2 separate regions of the Capra hircus genome follow, and region 1 is linked to region 2. A link is a contact called in public Hi-C data. All regions are on one chromosome and are shown on one strand. The core of a region is the stretch at or near the end of the contact, and the rest is flanking DNA. Distances in the headings are between cores, read along the strand shown. Region 1 holds the start of CXCR6 (C-X-C chemokine receptor type 6). Region 2 has its middle 29 kb from the start of XCR1.

What was found. A called contact is a pair of places that touch in the nucleus more often than the background predicts.
Region 1: a contact with region 2 is called in a Hi-C map of blood, with 4 times the contacts expected there. The contact joins the promoter of CXCR6 here to the enhancer-like site in region 2. A contact is called at or near these places in 3 of 5 Hi-C or Micro-C datasets (blood and liver).

The regions. Positions count from the first base shown.
Region 1 is chr22:53,391,406-53,397,847 of ARS1.2, reverse strand. It overlaps CXCR6 (C-X-C chemokine receptor type 6), which reads left to right and starts at 4,847. Exons shown (of 2, transcript XM_018067085.1): 1 at 4,847-5,054. All of the region lies in intron 14 of FYCO1 (FYVE and coiled-coil domain-containing protein 1), which reads right to left.
Region 2 is chr22:53,297,161-53,303,624 of ARS1.2, reverse strand. No RefSeq gene overlaps it. Among named protein-coding and RNA genes, the nearest start is that of XCR1, 29 kb to the left of the region's middle. Within about 2 kb of position 2,319, at least 1 of the 5 cell types and tissues checked has an H3K27ac peak or open chromatin away from gene starts, as enhancers often do.

The DNA of each region.
Region 1 (6,442 bases), core at 3,598-6,097, 92 kb before region 2:
TCCATGACACTTGCAAAGAAATACACGTGGGGGAGTGAATCGTCAGTGTGTAAATTCAGGATGAGAGCACAGAAGAAAAACTGACGAAGTCAAGAGAAGAATCAGGGACAGATCCCGAAGAAGGAAGTCTCCGAGTGGCTCACGGGGTGGCGGGCACTGGGTTGGCAGAGCCACACCTGAGGCCAACCCGCAGCCCCTTCACCTCGAACAAGATCCTCTCACATGAAGCAGACTGAAGCCTGCCAGCTTACACAGCCTCTCTCTCTGGAGGACAGCCCGGCACAAGAGGGGCCTCTCCTCTCAGGAGACCTCTGCACAAGAGACCTGGCTTCCTTCAGACAGCTGAACGCCACACCTGCCCCCCACAAGGCTGGGCCGCTGCTCGCCCCACTATACGGCCCCAACTCCCCTCCCCGCTCCTGTCTACTGCTGGGGGGCTGAGCCCACTGACTGCGGCAGGCTGCCCAGGGCGCTGCTGTGAGGGTGCAGGTGATGGCTGGCATGGAGGGGGCCTCCAGGGCTCCCGAGATAATCAGACAGCCACTAGCGCCCAGGTGTCTAGCCAGGGATGTTTGTGCCGTCTCCATCAACCCATGATAGGTGGGAGAGCCTGTCCGCAGACACCCTGCCCTCGGGTCTGAGTGCCCTGAGGTCCAAGCAGTGGGCGCCCTCTGGCTGGGGCGAGGAGTGGATCCAGAGGGAGTATGGCTTGTGTGTGTGTGTGAGAGAGGGGGGCACGCAGGTGGAAGGGGTAGGCATCACTCAAGGCGGTTCCAGTCTTGGCTTTATGACCCACTCTGACACTGGGTGAGCCACTTCCTTCTCCATGTTTTCCTCTCTAAAAGGGAGGAGCTAGAACCAGCTGGACCCCAGTTCTGCCGGCCTACAAAGGCTGTAAGTTTCAAAGGACTTGGAGAAGGCATTCCACTGGCCGGGAGGAGCCGGGCTCGACCTGGCGGGCACTGTTTCCAGGGAAGGAGCAGCAAGAACATGTCCTGAAGTGTCTGCTGCCACCGAGGGCAAACCTGTCACTCCTTTTCCTCCTCGGCCCAGCCCACCTCTGACCTCCTCCCTGTCCAACACCTCCTTCCTGTTCACCCTTCAACCACTGGCTTCCAGATTCCCACGCTGCCATCACAGAATGTTAGTGCAAGAAGCAGCTCTAAGAATCATCCAGTCCAACTTCCACTTAATAGCTGGGGAAGCAGAGGGACAGGGGAGAGGAGCTGGGAGTCCCAGCGCCAGTCAGCCTGTCTCGTTTCATTTGCTCTCCACCTTGTCCAAAGTGAAGCACCATAAATGAGAGATAAATAACATGCAAAATGAACGCCGAAAACTGTCGTTCACTCTCTCAGTTTTCCTGCATTAAGAATAAGACATCAGAGGACCTCCCCAAGGGGCTAAGACTTCACCTTCTGATGCAGGAGGCACGGGTTCAACCCCTAATTGGGGAACTAAGATCCCACATGCCATGTAATAATGGTGCTAGAAAAAAATCTGAATACCCCAATGCAAAAGGGCAGTGTCAACAACTGATCATACTCTGCACCACATACAAGAGATTAACTCAGAAATGGATCACAGACCTAAATGTAAAAACGAGAAAATAATGTTTAAAATAGAAAAAGCCAAACGATTAAAAAAATAATAATAAGTGAATAAATAAAAGACGCCGGGACTTCCCCGGTGGTCCAGCGGTAGCGACTCTCTGCCCCCACTGCAGGAGGCACAGGTTCAGTCCCTGGTTGGGGAACTAAGATCCCACAAGCCGTGGGGTGCGATTAAAAAAAAAGTCTTCATCTATTATTTCTCCTCCTCCTCCATCTCCTCACCTCTCTGACCATCATGACACAGACAACCTGATTACTTGCATGTATTACCAGAGTAGGTCCCATGACCCTTACCAGTCCTGGCTGAGGCCCCGTGTCGGGGGGCTCTGTGACGGGCGGGGGTGGGGTGGGTGGGGGAGGGGGGAGTGTGCATGGGTGGGTGATGCAGTCTCAAAGGCGATGATTAGAGGCACAGACTTTCCTTTCAATGGCTCTTCAAACTGTGGGTTACAACCCAATCAGTGAGTTGTGAATCAGCTGAGTAAGTTATGATGCATATTAAAAATAAAATAGAAAATGTCAACACATTTTTGCATCACACTGCATGTAGTAAGGATAAGCATTATTGTTTTTAAGAGGCTCTGGTTTGACTTTATGTCTACACAGATACACACCTGGGTAGTCATGTAAATTTCTGCCTGTGGGACGCAGCAGAAAATGTTCAAGCAACTCTGCTGGAAGATATCAAGAGATTTTGACGTTTGAGAAGGACAGGGAACAAATGCAAGGCCACTAGGGGGCACCCTCTCTCCTTTTGTTGCCACTGAGATGTTTCAGAAAAGCTCACTGTCCACAGGTGACTTTCCTCCTCCCCTTGCTCTGGCCGTGGGAACCAACTACTAGCTATGGTGGCCTCTTGTGGCTGATGGCACATCACCCCATCCTGTCCATCTGGTTTCCACCCCTGAGCCTGCGGTCAGTCGAGAGGAACCTGTACTTAGGCACGTGTATCTGTCACCTTGCCCTCTTAGGGGTGGTCATCTTGGCCACCCCTGCCACATTTGGCCTGGGCACCTGCCTTGCACACAGCCAACGTGGTTTCTGTCCCTAATGTCCTCAAGGACGTGAGCAAGGCTCACTCCACTTCAGAAGCAAGCAAGAATGAACTGGTGACCACAGGCAAAGATGCTGAGGAAGTCTCCAGCAAGGTGGTCCAGGGTCCACGCCTGCCTGGACAAGGGGTCACAGTGGGGCTCTGTCCAGCTCAGTATCTGCAGCTGGAATCTACAGTATTCTCCTGTCATAAATCAGAACGCCTCAACAACTTGCTTCTTTAACTTCCATCCTGCCAATTGCCCGAGGAGCAGACTCCTGGCGGCTCAGGTTGTCTGAGGAAGGCATGGAGCCTAGAGAGCCTCCTGGCCTGTCTGTCCTGCTGACAGCCTTCTTCAGGGGGCCCCACCTGCCCCTCCGCCAGGCCAGGCCAGCAGTTAGGAATGCTGCTCTGCCTGTTACCCGGGGCCTCCTGTGAACTGGAGAGGTCTCTGCTTTACAACTGCTCTGCCCAGTAGAGTACAGTGCAGTACCACTGGCCTCATGTGGCCGCTTAAATTTATCAGAATTAAAACAAAACTCAAAGCCTGGCTCCATGGTTTCAGTGGCCACACTCCAAGTGCCTGATACCTACACTTGCCTGTTGGTCACGCGGCCACAGGGCACGCCCAGCATTCCAGAAGGCTCTGCTGAACAGCTCGGGTCTAGGAGGAGAGGCTAAGCCACACGGTGGGCCACATTCACTGCAGGGCTTGGGCACATCTTTTTATTTGACTTTTAAATTCTTACCAGTTTTTCTTTTGGTTTTGGCTTCCTTTTTGCTGAAAAACCAAGTGAAGAAGGGCGCTTCTGGTTTTGATGTCTGATTACTTGGTAAATATGCAGACCCACATCCCTGTCCTCACCACTGACCCGCCGCCTGCTGCCCTCTGGGTAGGCTGCTTTTCTGAGGGTCTTTCCACTCATCTTCCACAGCCCCCACCACCCACCACCGCCTGGCAGTTACTCCTCTCCCAGCAGCCACTGCCCCATCCCTGGTCCCAGAGCTGCAGCCGGAACCAGGGCTCTGGCTCCAGAGTGTCAGGCGTTCAGAAAAAGGGAATGGGTCAAGAGTCTGACACCAAGAGAGCCTGCGGTGGGCACAGCTGCCACGGCCCTTTTATTCTTCCCTGATTCTACTCAAGAACTGTTTGCATGATCTGGGGGAAAACCCAAGACATATGATTGGGTATTTGCCGTCAAGAACTTCACTTTTGTTTCAAAGACAAGCAACCGACACTCCAAATTGGAAGACAACAGAAATAAAATTCTGGCCCTCAAACTGGGGAGGGGGGGCTCTGACTTAGTTGTGAGTTTGAACTCTCCACTGGAGAATGCTTATGACAAGTAGAGTCTCGCTCTCTCTGAGATACATAGCTCTCCTCCCTCCCAGGCATGGGCGCGGTCACAGAGGGCACCGGGCTGCTTCTCCCCAGGGAGGATGTGCTGAGGGGGACAAGCACTGCCAAGTCAGTGTGTCTGACCAGGTTCAGGCCCTTCCGTCATCACCCCGTGAACTGGGCCTAAGTGACACGGTTGGCTTGTCGCTGGGAGGAACTCATCTCTCAAAGCTCAAAGACTCCAAAATGTGGGGCTGGCTCCCTGTGAAGGGATGTCTTGTTGAGAGAGACAGGTCCTTCAGGATTTGGTTCAGCCTGTTCACTAGTGACCCTAGCTGTGAGAAGCAGGGCGGTGAGCACCACCTGAGTGGAGTGGGTTTAGGAGGCAGGGTGACATCAGGCCCTCTGGCAGACCCATCTCTAGAAGCCATCTGGCCCACTGGCCTGGTGATGATAGACACCTGGCCTTGCATCCTGGCAATGGCAGTTACTGGCTGTGAGTCCATGAGGGTTGTTCTCTGGCTATGGTCCTCCGGATTCCCATCTATAAAATGGGATAATACCTACTTGCACGGTTGCTATAGGGATCAGGGCTGTCATGTATGTTGGAGGTGTACACACATAGAACCCAGGCCATAGCATCAACTTTGCACTGGTCCAGACCCAAACTGCTCCAAAGGAACATACGACTAGTGGATGAAATAATTTTAGGGTATAAATGCCACCATCTTCAGTGGACTACCAGTGCCAGACCTGTGCATGGCTCCCCTTTGGTTTACAAATTAAAACCCTCTCAGATCCTGGTAAAAGGGTAAGACCCCAGCCAGGATGTGGGGGTTGTGCAGCATCGGAGCCACTGCTTTGTCTCTCGGACCCCCAAATTACACGGGTGCGGGCTGGGTCATGTGGATTCTGACCTGCAAGATGGGGAAGGGCTGGGTCTCCTAACATCACCAACTGAGAACTCTTCACAATCACTCAACGGAAACCCGGACCACATCAGAGACAAAGGCAGACCGTCGTGCTGTGAGCAACCTCGTCTGGTTAACAAACTGAAAGAGCAGCTCTACCGGTGAGTCATTTATCTTTTCTTTATAGTTAAAAGAGGGGCTAACCCCACGTTTTGGGGGGGATTCTCAGAGTCCTGCTGCAGCGTGGTACAGTCAAGTGCCTGGGTTTTCCAGCTCAACTGCTCTTGGCTCAAACTCCAACTCAGCCACTTGCTGCCAGAGGGCTAGAGTAGAGGACCGTGACTTAATCTGTTTCTGTAATACGACGCTGGTAACATGATGTGCCTACAGTGTGGGAGACCTGGGTTCAATCCCTGGGTCGGGAAGATCCTCTGGAGAAGGAAATGGCTACCCACCCCAGTACTCTTGCCTGGAGCATCCTGTGGATGGAGGGGCCTGGTAGGCTACAGTCCAGGGGGTCACAAAGAGTCGGACACAACTGAGAGACTAAACTAAAAAACTAAACATGCTGCTGATAGGAATGGCAGAATCACACCTTCCCTAGAAGATAAGGAGACGCTAGCTACCCGTGTTTGTTCACTGACTAATCTCTTTTTCCCCTTTTTTTTTCGTTTCTTTTCCATTTTATAGGACCGTTGTTATCTTAGCTCATGGTTTACTTTCTTTTCTCCATGTACATCAATACACAACTGTAATAGCTTTTGAAAATACAGAAAATTTTAAATGAGGAAGGGAAATAAGTCACTACTAATTCTACCAGTCAGGGGTGAACTGCTGATAAAATGTAATTTCTGTTTGTTTTAAGAAAATTTTTGTCCAAACCATAGAGCTTATCGTAGGTTCTTAAACAAGGCCCATAGAGCATGGAACAGGGGGGTTTAGAGTTCATGAATCCCTGCAATTGCAGGCATGTATGTACATCATCACTGAGGGAAACGACGTGCAGCTTTTAGGAGACTCTCAAAGCGGTTTCTGATCAAAGCACGTTGAGATCATCATCAATTTCACAAGCACTTTGTCCTCTACTCGCTGTAACAGTAACAGCCAAATAGTATTTTGCATATCTACTTTGTGCTTACATTGTTTTGAGCAATTTAAATGTATTTTTTGGGGGGCAGAAATTGGGAGACTGGGATTGACATATACACACTCCTATATAGCTGTATAGCACATGGAATTCTACTCAATACCCTGTAATGGCCTATATGGGGAAAGAATCTAGAAAAAAAGAGTAGACATTCGTACATGCATAACTCACTCACTTTGCTGTACAGCTGAATCTAACCCCACACAGTGAATCAACTATGCGCCAATAAAAACAATGTTTAACACACTGTATTTCCCAAAGTCAAGGGTGCTTCCTAAATGTTTCAATCATATTCTATTTTATGCCTAGATTATATTTTCTTTATTTATTATCACATATTTACTATTTCCAAAGTTGGATATATTATTATTTTTAAAATTTTCACAAATCAACCTAGGACTT
Region 2 (6,464 bases), core at 1,070-3,569:
GGAGGCTCAGCTGGGTTGTCGACATGAGCACCTACTCTTGGCCTCGCTAGCATGGCATTTTCAGAATAGTTGAATTTCTTATATGGTGCTAGATTGCCTTGCAACTAGTGTTTGGAGAGAACCAAGTGGATTCTGCATGGCCTTTTGGGAAGTCTCTCAGTGTTACTTCTCCCATAGTCTATCAGCTATGAGCTACTATGGATACAATCAAGTCATCAGGCTGGCAGAGATGCAAGGGGATGAGAATTAGACTCGATATCCTGATGACAGAGTGGCAAGGTCCCAAGTTGGGGGGCATGAGGGATGAGAGGAATTGCTCTGGCCATCTCTAGAAAATGGAATCTTCTACAAAAGACCAGAATCATGTCCCATACCTGAAGGCTTATATACTGAGCATCTCAACACACATGAGCATCCCAACACACAGAGTCAGAGATTGTTTAGAGCTGGATAGAATCTGACACATTCTCTTGTTTCATCACTTTAACATAAGATGGAAAAAAAATGGAGCCCTCCAGAGCCAAGGTGGCTCGCCCCAGACCACACAGCTGGCTAGAGATGCCACAGCATGGGTGAGCGGGTCTGCTGCTCAGCTGTGCTGCCTCCCGCCCTTGGTGGACTCTGGGGCGTTGCAGGCATTGTTCCCCATTCCTTCTTTCTAACAGAATGATTCTGTTCAGGTACCCGCCCTGCCTGCATGGCTTATCCGCCCTGTGTTTGCTCTGCCCCTACCCAAAGCCAGCATGACAGGGACCACTTCTCCGCCTGCAGCCTGAGCGAGGCAGAGGCAAGATGGTCACCAGCAAAGGGACTCGGAGCCACTGCCTTGTGCCGCCGAACTTCCCATGAGTCAACAGCCTCCTTGTTGTTTCGCTACTTTCAGTTCAGTTTCTGCTTACTTCTAGCTGAATGTATCCTATTTAAAATATTATTTCTGTTTCCGAGATTAATTCTAACATTAAGAAGTGGCATTTAAGGAGAGCTCGCTGGCCACTCAGGCCTCATCTTCAGGTGTGACCAGGTGCCCCCCACCTGTACCTGCCTTCAGTAACTGGGGTTTTTCTCTCTCTCTGCATGCAGTTTCTACCTCACAGTGGTGCAGTCCCTCCAGAACCTCTCTTATTACTCCTGTCTTTCTCAGTTTCTGCTCAGGGCTCTTTCAAAATTTCACTCCAGTGACCACAGCCTTATAAGCTACTGTTGTCCCAGGCGCCCTCCTACCTGCTGCCCATCTTCCTGGATTTGGGAAGACCACTGCTCTCGGGGTTCTCTTTGTTGTTTTCTGAGTTCTACCCCTCTCGGCGCCTGGCTGGCTGGACCCCAATGTCAGACGCTCTCTTGGTTTAGGTCTGCATTTTGCATGGTTTTGTACCGGATTCCAGACACCCGGCCCCACCTGCTGGACTGGACCTCCTCCCTGCCGCTGCACTGGACAGGTGAAACCGACTCCTCCCATAATTCCCTTTGGGTCTTCAGGAGGCAGGAGGGGTGCTTGGTTTGAGAGCTACAAGGTCCTACGTTTGCATCTGCAATGCTGACACCTTTGGAGAACAAAGCTAGTTCATGCTTTTCAGTGGGCAAGGCACGTTTGTATGCCATTCATGTTTTATTGTATTTCTTCCCTGCTGATAAAGCCAAACAAGTCGTCACTGCCTCTAGTGACTTTTTGAATGAAGTAACAGGTGTATAAATAAACATACCGAAAATCCATTTATAGTAGTTCCCCCTAAGGTTTGTTCATCTTTGCCTGAAGTCTTCATTTTCATTCTCACCACCTCTTTGTGGCCCCAAATGATTGCACTTGAATGTACTACCTCCTTGCTCAGAAATGTCTGTCTTCAGGGCCTAATTCATTCTGAAACTTGCTCTTACGGTAACCTGATGGAGTGAGGGTACAGGGAGTAGGTGATTTTCAACTCCCTTAACTCTTGGTGGCTGCTATTATTAACCAAAAGGACCTGTACGATTATACATGATGAAATTGATTTTGGTCAGTTGTAACCCCAGGGATAGGAGCTGCATTAATGAGCAGTGGAGAACTGACTGAAGATTTCAGCTGAGGGACTTTCGTGGTGGTCCAGTGGTTGCGACTCTACATGTTCACTGCAGCGGTGCAGGTTTGATCCTTGGGTCAGGGAACTAGGATTCTGCATGAAGCACGGCATGCTTGGAAAAAAAAAAAAAAAAAAAAGATTTCAGCTGGGCAGAGTGCACTAGGCAAAGTTAATCTCACACGCACATACCCAGCAAGCCCCTCGAACTTCCTCTGGGCCGTGGTGGCATCTCTCTTTTCCCCGGGCCGCCTGCCCCAGCGCCCAGTCCCACTCCTCCCTCCTCTTTTATGCTCCGTAAGAATCTCCTCCCTTCTGCAAAAAAGTGGATACCAGCTCCAAGGCCAGGCTGGAAGGTCCCTTTCTACCCTTGAAAAGTGGACTTTTCAAAGACTTTTCTCCTTCACAAAGTTTTCATGCCAGCAGCTACAAAGATGAAACGTTTCCTCTGGAGTCCTTGCAATTACCTTGAAAGTGCTGATCAGTGAAAAGAAGGGGTGATGATTCAAAGTTGCTGATGGAGAGAGAGGCACCACAAGTTCTAATCTTGTTGCATTTCCTTGTAGCGGTTCTGGAGGTGTTGCTGGGATGGACTGACAGCTGTGAGGCTTGGCCAAGTTCTCCGCCTCTGTAGCCTCCTTCTTTCCACAGCCGACATCACCTTCAGCTCCCTTCTAGCGCATCTCTAAGGAGGCTGGAGCCTAGATCCCGGGCCTCACACCCATGGAGGCCCCTTGTGGCCTCTGGCTCCAGGCCTACTCCAGTTCTGGGACCAGATCTTTGCCTCACTTCTGGGGTCTCGCTCCCACAGGGAAGCCTGCTCATTCTCCAGTCTCTTTGTGAATGAGCCCCCCATAATTATGGGCCCACCATAATGGGATTAGTGCACTTTTCACAAGAGGAAGAGACACCAGAGTTCATACTCTCTCTCCCCACTTGCACTCACACTAAAGAAGAGATCGTGTGAGGATACAGAGAGATGGTGGCCGTCTGCTAGCCAAGAAGTGGGAGCTAAGCACGCCAGTGCTCTGGTCTTGGACTTACCAACCTCCAGAGCTACGAGGAATAGATGCCTGCTCTTTAAACCTCCCTGTCTATGGGGTTTTGTTACAGCAGCCTGAGTCAATGAAGATGTAGGTGGAGAGAGAAGCCCTGGCGACAGCTGACTCTCTAAATCCAGTGGAACTTGGTCCAGCTCTACCCAAATGCACACTCGGTGCGCTTTGCTTGCACAGCCTACAGTGGCCTTTTTTGGCTCAAGCAGGTTTGAGTTAGGTTTCTGATGGACTTATCCATCAGTGGTCAGTAGTTGCTCTACAGGACCACCTGTACTTCTGGCGCTTGCTGGTAAGGACCATAATCACCCACTCTGTCCTCCTGATGCTGCCCAATCCTAACTTGAGGACCATCTAGACCAGAATGGAGACCCTCATTATCACAGCACAGTTGGCTTATGGCCAGGGTGTCTGGCAGATGCCCATTCTTAGGGTTAGCAGGATTTCTGCCCCTCTGAGCTTACCCTTTTCATACTGGTCATGGGGTTCTCTTGGAAGAAAAGCCACGACCAACCTATACAGCATGTTAAAAAGCAGAGACATCACTTTGCCGACAAAAGTCCATCTAGTCAAAGTGATGGTTTTTCCAGTAGTCATGTATGGATGTGAGAGGTGGACTATAAAGAAAGTTGAGCACTGGAGAATTGATGCTTTTGAACTGTGGTGCTGGAGAAGACTCTTGAGAGTCCCTTGGACTGCAAGGAGATCCAACCAGTCCATCCTAAAGAAAATCAGTCCTGAATATTCATTGGAAGGACTGATGCTAAAGCTGAAGCTCCAATACTTTGGCTACCTGATGCGCGGAACTGACTCACTGGAAAAGACCCTGATGCTGGGAAAGATTGAAGGCGGGAGGAGAAGGGGACGACAGAGGATGAGATGGCTGGATGGCATCACCGACTCGATGGACGTGAGTTTGAGTGAACTCCGGGAGTTGGTGATGGACAGGGAGGCCTGGTGTGCTGCAGTCCATGGGGTCGCAAAGAGTCAGACACGACTGAGTGACTAAACTGAATTGAGCTTGCCCACAAATGGCTCATGCATATTATATATCAGTTAAGGCCTGTTAAGCGATTTCAGATTCTTATTTTCAAAAGTTATATCCCCAGGTAAGTTATCGCCCTGGCCATCCCCTTTGAGAACCACTTCTGCCGGTCTGGGAAGGACTTCCTCCCCCGAGACCGAAGGCTAACCCTACCCTCTCCATGCTGGTTATGTCCTGACCCCACTCTTCTTGCCTACATTTCCCAGCCCCACTGTGCACTGTGGTTAACTGAACTGTGATCTCCAAGGGGGGCTTCATATACGTGGGACCTCGGCAAGGGCCTGTATGTCCAGTGCCCACGTAAACGCGTCAGTCTCACATCTCTGCTACTGTTATGTTAGATGGCTGACTCACACTGAGCTTGTGGTCTCAGCAAACAAGACTCTCAAGATCTCTATCTCTTTCCATTCAGAGGAAGCCAGATAGCATCGTGCATCAGTGGTTTGTTTCTGTCTTACTGATCAAGAGGCTGAAAGCAACAGATTCTGATGCCTCTTTTCTTCTTTGATCGACCAGGGCTGGGGGACCTGAGGACAGACGATGAAGCACCTAAGGTTTAGTTTTCTCATCTGGAGAATGGAACCACGATTAAAATATTGCTCAGACCTCATCGACAAGAGGACTGAACATCCTGGACACAAAGCAAAGATGTCTGAGTACCTCAGGCCCTTTAAAGGAAGGAGATTTCCTGGGAGGACACCACCTGGAAGGGCAGGGCTGGGAGCAGTGTTTCATGGCACAAGGGGCGTGGGGCCTGCCCATGCCCCCAGCCTCTCTGCTGGCCTCACGGCTGTGGCTCCTTCTGTGTGCCACCGCTCCCCCCTCCTACTCCCAGGAAGACGGTCGTCTCTCTTTCTCCATCTGACCAGTAGAGAATGGAGATGTCCCCTACTATTCATTCTCTCCCAAAACCACACATCCCTGGATTTTAAGCTCAGCGTGGCTGCCTAGAATAGGGCTAACGTCTCTCAGCTTTCCTTACATCTGAGTCTTCCGTTGGCCAGTGTGATGCAAGTGAAAGTGACCTGCGTGAATTCCAGGCTGTGGTTTAAAGGGACAGGGGCTTGTCCTCTGGGGTTCCTATTCCTCCCCAACTAGTTGGGATGCAGACATGCTTTGAGCCTTCTTGGGCAGTGCCGACGAGGACACCACCTCACTGCACAGAGCAACAAAGTGGAAAGAGCCTGGGCCTTGACACCTTTACAGAATAGAGCTTCCATGTGACCTGAGACTCCTGCATGAGAGAAAAAGGAAACATGTATTTGTTTTAGGCATGTTCGTGGGTTTTTCTCATGGCAGCTGAGATATGGTTACATTTAGGAAATTGCTGTTGCCTTGAAGCTGGCCACCCTGACCAGAAAGCCTATAGCTGGGCTCTCTTGAGTCAATGCCCACCCTTCACCCAATCAGTGGCCACCTTCACACACAGAATAGTTTAGTACTGCTTCCCCAGGAGCTCTGGGAAGGGATATACAATGCGGCAGGGCAGACATCAAAATAAGGACTTTGCATGGCATTAGTCAAATGTCACAAGATGTCAGTGGATGAACAGAAAGGGATGTCAACTGCACTTGCCAAAAAATCTGAGGGGTTTCCTAGACGGCAAGCAGGATGGAAAACCATCAGGGTGCATAACCAGAAATGCAGGCCCAACGGCACAAGGAGCCAGGGATGTCAGAAAAAGGCCCTTAGTCTGATCCCACAGCAGCCACAGGTCTGCCTCCTTCCGTGTGGCAATCTCACATCAAATTCTGGAGTAAGTGATTCTGAATGGCTTAGGTAATGCTATTGCCTTGGTTTGTCAGTTCCCTCTGCATCAGGCCATGTCATACCCACTAGGAGTGCGTGGGAGGATATCCACTCCTGGGTCCCTAGGTGGTCACCCCGCCCAAGGTTGCCCCAGAACCGCTTTCCCTAGGTGTGTATGTAGGAGGTGTGTGCTGCAGGCCAGGCAGTTTCAGCTCAAGGGGACACTGATCACAGGCAAAAAACACCTAAAGGCTTAAGGAATTAAGCAGCTTCTTTTGGTGATTTTGGGAGATTATGGGATTGAGGAAGATCTATTCAAAGCAAGAGGAGAAACCCAGGATTGGGTGAGGCCAGCTGCCAAAGGCATGAGGCAAACGTGAGGCCTCAGGCTTCTGCTGGAGTGGGCACAGGCAGTACCCCATCTCTGAGTAGGGAGGAAGGATGGGGAGAGTCTAACTAGAACATTGCAGAGAGGACTTTTGTTTTAGGGGGATGAAAAGAGGCTGGCAGGCCCAGGGACGAGCCCATTCCCTCAGGTACAAGATAGACCTGAAATCTCAGAAG